Regions from separate parts of the Zea mays genome. Here region 1 is linked to region 2. The links are chromatin contacts, called in public Hi-C maps. All regions are on one chromosome and are shown on one strand. Each heading gives the region's core, a stretch centred on a gene start, on an enhancer-like site or on the middle of the called end of the contact. The rest is flanking DNA. Distances are from core to core; before and after follow the strand shown.

Region 1 (3,098 bases), core at 354-2,853, 320 kb after region 2:
TAATTATACTATGTGACGTATTGTTATTGGTTTTGTACATTTATCTTCTGAGCATTTTGGAGACACTCCATTTAAACATAGTTATTAGGACCAGATTGGTCGTTGAACCAGCAAGGACGTAGTCCACTGTTTCACTGGCTCAACTGTCGAGAACCCCTTTCAAAAATAAAGTCAAGGACCAATTCAACTGCCGGTTCAATAGTTTTGGATTGAATTGAACTGGCTACAAGTACATAGAACGGTGCAATATATAGTTGATATTAAATAAAAACAAGCTCATAAATAACACAACTATATCTAACCACACGTCTGGACAGTTACATTGATATATCCCAGAAAAGAAAACGTCCAAAATGGACCATTTATAGCATGTTGGCCTCATGATTTATTTACCATCTATATCATTTTGTTGGCGATTTTGCCGTAAATTGCCACCCATTTGTAGCGGCCCATTTCAGGACCTTGTTTGCTTCTTAATATAATAAAACACAGCTCTCCTGTGTTTTCGAGGAGAAAAAAATTGTTGGCCATTTAACGCAAGTATACCATGGCTAATATTGTAATCTACTCCTAAAACAGATATCACACACCCAACTCCGGACCTTACTGGATACATTACTGAGGGACAGATATACATTGATAGGCAGCTCCATAACAGACAGGTGCTTTTCTTTGTCTTTTATTCTTGAGTTATCTAATGTTATACCTTCACATGCGGCAGGTCTGGAATTATTTATAACTAAATTTAGCATTTCTTATTTTCTCATATTTGATATAGAATATGAAGTATTTGTTTATTTTTTACTACCTTGATAGCTTATCTGTGTTGATGTGATCACATTTTATTTTATTTCAGATTTATCCACCTATCAATGTCCTGCCATCTCTATCTCGATTGATGAAGGTAAGATAAGTTTTCTGTATGTTTTCAGCATTTATGTTGAAGGTTAGTTGTAAGAACCACTTAACAACTCCTGCAGAGTGCTATTGGTGAGGGCATGACACGTAGAGACCATTCGGATGTGTCTAATCAGGTACATACTATGAGTCCATGTTATTTTTGATAAGGGAGTCCATAGTCTTTGCTACCCTTCAGACATGATGTGCAAGATGAATTGACATCTGCTGTTTTCTCTTTCAGCTTTATGCCAACTACGCAATTGGAAAGGATGTTCAGGCCATGAAGGCAGTCGTTGGAGAGGAGGCACTCTCGTCTGAGGATCTGGTCTGTTTCGAGTGAAATAAATTCCTAAGGGCTTGTTCGGGTTGCGTGCAGACGTAACCGAACAAGCCCTAAGTTAGTTCTTTTTCAGATGTCCAAAACCTAATGTTCTGTTACTTCTTGCTCAGCTTTACTTAGAGTTCCTTGACAAGTTTGAGAGGAAGTTTGTGACACAAGGAGCATACGACACACGGAACATCTTCCAGTCACTAGATCTTGCATGGACATTGCTTCGGATCTTCCCTCGCGAACTTCTCCACCGTATCCCGGCGAAGACCTTGGACCAGTACTATAGCAGAGATGCCTCCCACTGAATCACTGATCGTTGATCAGTGTTCCAATAGTTTGGCAAGTGTTGAATAAATTGAACAGATTGGCTTCATGGCCTTTTCCCTGTATTTATGTGTAGTCAGGTCCAATTCTTTTCTGTTGATGAGCGCAAGTTTTTCGTAGATGACTCGCGGTCACGGCAATATTTGTGATATTGTGTCATCTGTGGACTATGGTTAAATTTCAGTTATTTGTTTTCTTTCACCTTCCAGAACTGTTAGCAAGAGCATTCTGGACCAGGATGCTCGAACACAACTGGCTGTATGTACATTTGTGAATGGTGAATAAAGAAGGGGCAATAAACTGCTGCGAAATATGTGCTACTGCCTCACCAGAAGTTCTGTCTAATGTGTGCGAAGTTGTTATCTGAGGGCTCAGTTTTGATGAGAATTCTTTGACGTGAAGAGAAGAAAATGCTTTTTCTTAGCAAAAACGGACTAACCTGTTCGGCTGGCACTGCCGCTGCAGCTGTTCATACTCGGCAATCAGTAGAGATAAAATATTGTAGAAGCCACAACCACAGCTGGAGTACATAGTCTGTCCTTAATTAAATACTTTTGGAACGGAAGAGATTTCAAATTTTTTAGTCCTTATTCGGTTATTTTAATTCTATATGTTTTAGGTATTATTCGGTTATTTTAATTTTATGTGTATTAAAGTGTATTACGATAAATTTTAACTTGATATAGTGACTCACTATCATCCAATTCCATAGATTAATGGTGCTCGTATAATCACAGCTCCCTCGGCCCGCTTGTCCCGTCTACTGAACTACTCGCACTTCCTCACCAGCCAGCGCCTCCCTTGCTCATCACACTCCTTTCTCCACCCATCCGCTTCCGGGACGCCAACCATGGCGACCCACGACAGAGGCCCGCGCCCCTGCCACCTCCTCATCTTAATCGCTGCCGCCGCGCTCTATTTCGCGTCCTCCCCGGCGTCGCTCCCCATAACTTCCAGAAGGTGATCAATCGACCTCATTCCCCGGCTTCTCGCCCGCATGTTTCTCCGCTTCCACTCCCGGTCGAATCCAAGGCTAGGTCTTCCCTCGCGGCTGTTGGCGCCCGCGGATCTGGCAGTGTTTGGATGATCAGTCTCAGATCTTGCTTTCGGGATGCGCGGGGGAGTAGCGGGTAGGCGCGTGGTTTAGGGTTCAGGGATACGAAGTATGGAAGGATGGATGTCAACATTGGTGTGTCTACGTGTTTCGGCGTGGGAAGAAGTGATGCGGCGCGCCATGCCCCCATCCTATCTTTGATCGCCCGCCTTTTCGTTGGCGGTACGGGTAACATGTGTTTTTCGATGCAGTGAGGGCATTAGCGTAGGATTTGCATTTTGGATACCTTGCAGTGGTGGTCTCGATAATTACATATTTTTTTGGGGAAATATGTTTCTGGTGCTTTCATGTTTGTTATCTATCTGTATGCTTGATTATGCATACAATGTTTTTCTTGTACATGTTGATGCTCAATTTATCGTGTCATTTTGTCTTTGACATTGACAACAAGTTTCATTAGCTAGTTGGTGTATGGGGTAGAATAGATCA
Region 2 (3,303 bases), core at 53-2,552:
GAGACAATAAAAGGAAAGAGGATGGAATATACCCAAACATTAAGCGTGAACCTTGACTTATGGCTTTTGTTTGGTTTAACTCTACCTATCCAAAACCTATCCAAACTTGTTTGGGATTAAAAGGCTTTGTTGTCGTTTATTTATGAAAAATATATGAATCACTCTGTTACATCATCTTGCTCAGAAACAATGACATTGCAACAAATGATGATTTATCCATGTAAGTGCTTGTTCGGTTATTTTCAATCCATATGGATTGGAGGAGATTGATACGAATTGGGAGAGATTTTGACTTATTAGGGATTGAAACCCGCTCAATCCCCCTCAATCTATATGGATTGGGGGTAGAACCGAACATGACCTAGAGGGATAAGGTCTTTGGGCAACCAAACCCAAGTTGACTGCATTGCACTAGCCTAGATACAGGCTAAATCCAAGCAGACTCGTAGCACATCTGTTTTCTCTTACCTATTATAGTATTATGTGAGTTGTGCGTTTCTCCATCCATCGCAGGCCTTGGCAAACCACTGCTTATTACATGGAATAGAATCTTGAGTCTTTTTTTTTGCTGGTTGCGTGATGCAGGATAAGAACGTTGTGACAGTGTTCAGCGCGCCTAACTACTGCTACCGATGCGGAAACATGGCTGCCATCCTCGAAATTGGCGAGAACATGGATCAGAACTTCCTCCAATTCGACCCAGCTCCGAGGCAAATTGAGCCGGACATGACGCGCAAGACACCAGACTACTTTTTGTAGTAAGCATGTTGGCTTCTTTTAACTTCTCTACCGCAGCGTCTGCCGTCTGCCTGTAGATCTTCAAAAATGTGTTCCCTCTAGCCGCTCTGTAGCACCTCTCATTCTTTGGTGTTGAGATTTTTTTCTCCTCTTGTACCCCCATTCTGTATGATTCTGAGATAGCAGAGAAGAGAAGCTGCAATAGAATTGTCCCAAAATATATTCTGCTTTTGTTTTTTTTCAGGAAAAAACAGGTGTGGCTAAAAAAAAAAGAGAAGAGACGAGGGGAAGATGCAGGAAATGGACCCGATGTTCTGTTGTGTCTGTATTGTGATGCCTTGCTAGGTGAGATTTTTCGTTTCTGTTTTGACTCAACCTGGTCGTTCAACCTACGTCGGCTCATCGTCGAACGTTGCCCAGGCTGTTAAAGATGATTTCACTTTTTATGTGTAGACATCGTTGTACACTAGGCTTTTGCAATGCTTTCATATAGGACATCACTGTATAAGGTCAGTCACCATGCCGCGCCCATGCCAACCGGTGCTAATGCCATGCTGGATCTGGATGAGTAAGCCTGCTTTGGCATAGAGTTCAGCACGCCGATGAGGACGTGGGAGGCGAAGGACCGTGACGTTTGAAAGGGAGATGGACGAGATTAAAAAGATCGTAACTTCTAAGAGGTGAATTATGAAAGTTAGAACTCTTTCTAAGTTTTGGTAGACTGTTTGTTGTTTTGGTTATTAATGACAACATAAGATTATTTTAACTAATGTATGTTTTGTAGAGATAATTTAAGTCAGGTTAATAATAATAACGATTGTTTAAGCAATCAATGATTTTTATATTACTCAGTATGAAAGTCGTTTCACTTTTCAAGGATAGATGTCGAGATTAAGGATAGGCTAGTTCTAAGTGTAAATTAGTGTACAAAGATTTTAAAACTTTGTTTTTTTTCTTTTCACTATAGTATGAATGGAGGATTGAACTAGTAGCTTGACATAGGTGAATCTAGTAAGTGTAGTCTGCTGCACTAGTTGTCTTTAACTATAGTTAGCTGGATGAGGCTTAACAAGTGCTTAGAACAAACCCCATTCAAAAAGATTTTGACTCTGAAAGTGTTTGGGAGGTTTTAGAGGCATTGGACCTTGATAATCACGGTCGTCGGATCAATGGAGATGGTCTGACGCCTCCACATAGAATGATAGAGAGAGCATGATCATCGTACCTTATGAACATGGTCGTCGAACTATTATGAATGAGTCTAGACAGAGTGTCCTAGCGTGCGTCAGACTAGTTTGACTAGGGTTGTCGGATCATACGGTGCAATTCATCCAAGCTTCTTTCTATAAGCGCGTCGAACCATACGATGTATGTGGAATACTCTAACAACTATGTTTGACACATGAAGGACACAATGACTGTTGTGTCTCGTTGGATCTAGGAGAATGGTCCAATGTCCGGTCGTCGGGTGGTCTGACAACTACAAATTTTGCCTAGAGTTATTATAATGACTAGTTGGTAGCTTAGAGGCTATAAATACACCCCAATTCATCCATTCTAGCCATTCTAACAGCTGAAGAAACCTATTTGAGTGTGAGCAAGAGACTTTGCCTAGTGAGAGACTATAGTTGATAATCACTTGATTAGCAGTCTCATTAACACATTGAGAGTAGCTAGTGCGTGCCCATTATTCTCATTAGCCTTGATAAGGTTAAGTGAGAAGTTTGTGCTTGTTACTCTTGATGATTGGCGTCATTTAGATGGTTCGATAGCAATCAGGAGTGCAACGACCATCTAGAGAGCTTGTGGGTGATCTAACTTAAGTTTGTATACGGTTGTGAGCGGTTTACCATGTTGAAGAGACGAAGAACTAGCTCATAGAAAACACTTGGTCCTTGCACAGGCCAAGGGGGTGCGACACTTCTTCGTGGGTGCTTCAACAAGGACTAGTGGAGAGTGTCAACTCTCTGATATCTTATCAAAATATCGAGACATTCTTAATCCTTTCTTTACATTAAACATTTATATTTGAGCAATTATTTTTAATCATTTACATTACTAGCGTTGCAATTATAGCATAGGATTGAAAAGGGCGCAAAACTTTTATTTACACAAATATGCATAAGGGTTGAACTTGATCTTGATTATAAGTTTTAATTTGTGCATATTTTTAGAGAAACCCAATTCACTCTTCCCCTTGAGCATCTTGATCCTTTTAATTGGTATTAGTGCCTTGTGCTTATTAAATTCGACTTTACTGCCTACAGTTAAGATGTTTGGTGGAGATAGACTTTCTCGCGTCTTTGAGGGAGACAAATTGATATGATCTTGATGGTTAGAGGGGGATGAACGGTATATAATTTTTTTTCTAACAAAGGACTATCACTAGAACTAGAGACAATATAGAAACTTATTTCTAGATCTAGTTCTAGCATGTTGCTTGCTTAGTAACAAAATGATAACAATAAGAAAGCTACTAGCAAGAACTAATACCAATATACACAAGTTCATGTAATAATGTAACACAATAAGAAGTAATAACAAGAATGACTTTGAATGTAAACC

The links. A called contact is a pair of places that touch in the nucleus more often than the background predicts.
Region 1: a contact with region 2 is called in a Hi-C map of ear, with 2.4 times the contacts expected there. The contact joins the promoter of LOC103631300 here to the enhancer-like site in region 2. A contact is called at or near these places in 3 of 25 Hi-C or Micro-C datasets (ear, leaf and tassel).

The regions. Positions count from the first base shown.
Region 1 is chr6:114,414,407-114,417,504 of Zm-B73-REFERENCE-NAM-5.0, forward strand. LOC103631300 (transmembrane 9 superfamily member 7) reads left to right here and starts at 1,604. Exons shown (of 13, transcript XM_020540054.1): 1 at 1,604-1,617; 2 at 1,765-1,813; 3 at 2,345-2,515. The coding sequence starts at 1,604. LOC100282598 (vacuolar ATP synthase subunit B) reads left to right here. Exons shown (of 15, transcript NM_001155506.2): 11 at 580-662; 12 at 857-904; 13 at 981-1,034; 14 at 1,142-1,225; 15 at 1,351-1,872. The coding sequence ends at 1,536.
Region 2 is chr6:114,099,324-114,102,626 of Zm-B73-REFERENCE-NAM-5.0, forward strand. LOC100272642 reads left to right here. Exons shown (of 7, transcript NM_001352563.1): 6 at 586-758; 7 at 983-1,547. The coding sequence ends at 983. Among protein-coding and RNA genes, the nearest start is that of LOC100272642, 17 kb to the left of the region's middle. Within about 2 kb of position 1,303, at least 8 of the 20 cell types and tissues checked have an H3K27ac peak or open chromatin away from gene starts, as enhancers often do. A contact at or near this core is called in ear and leaf, where this site is marked.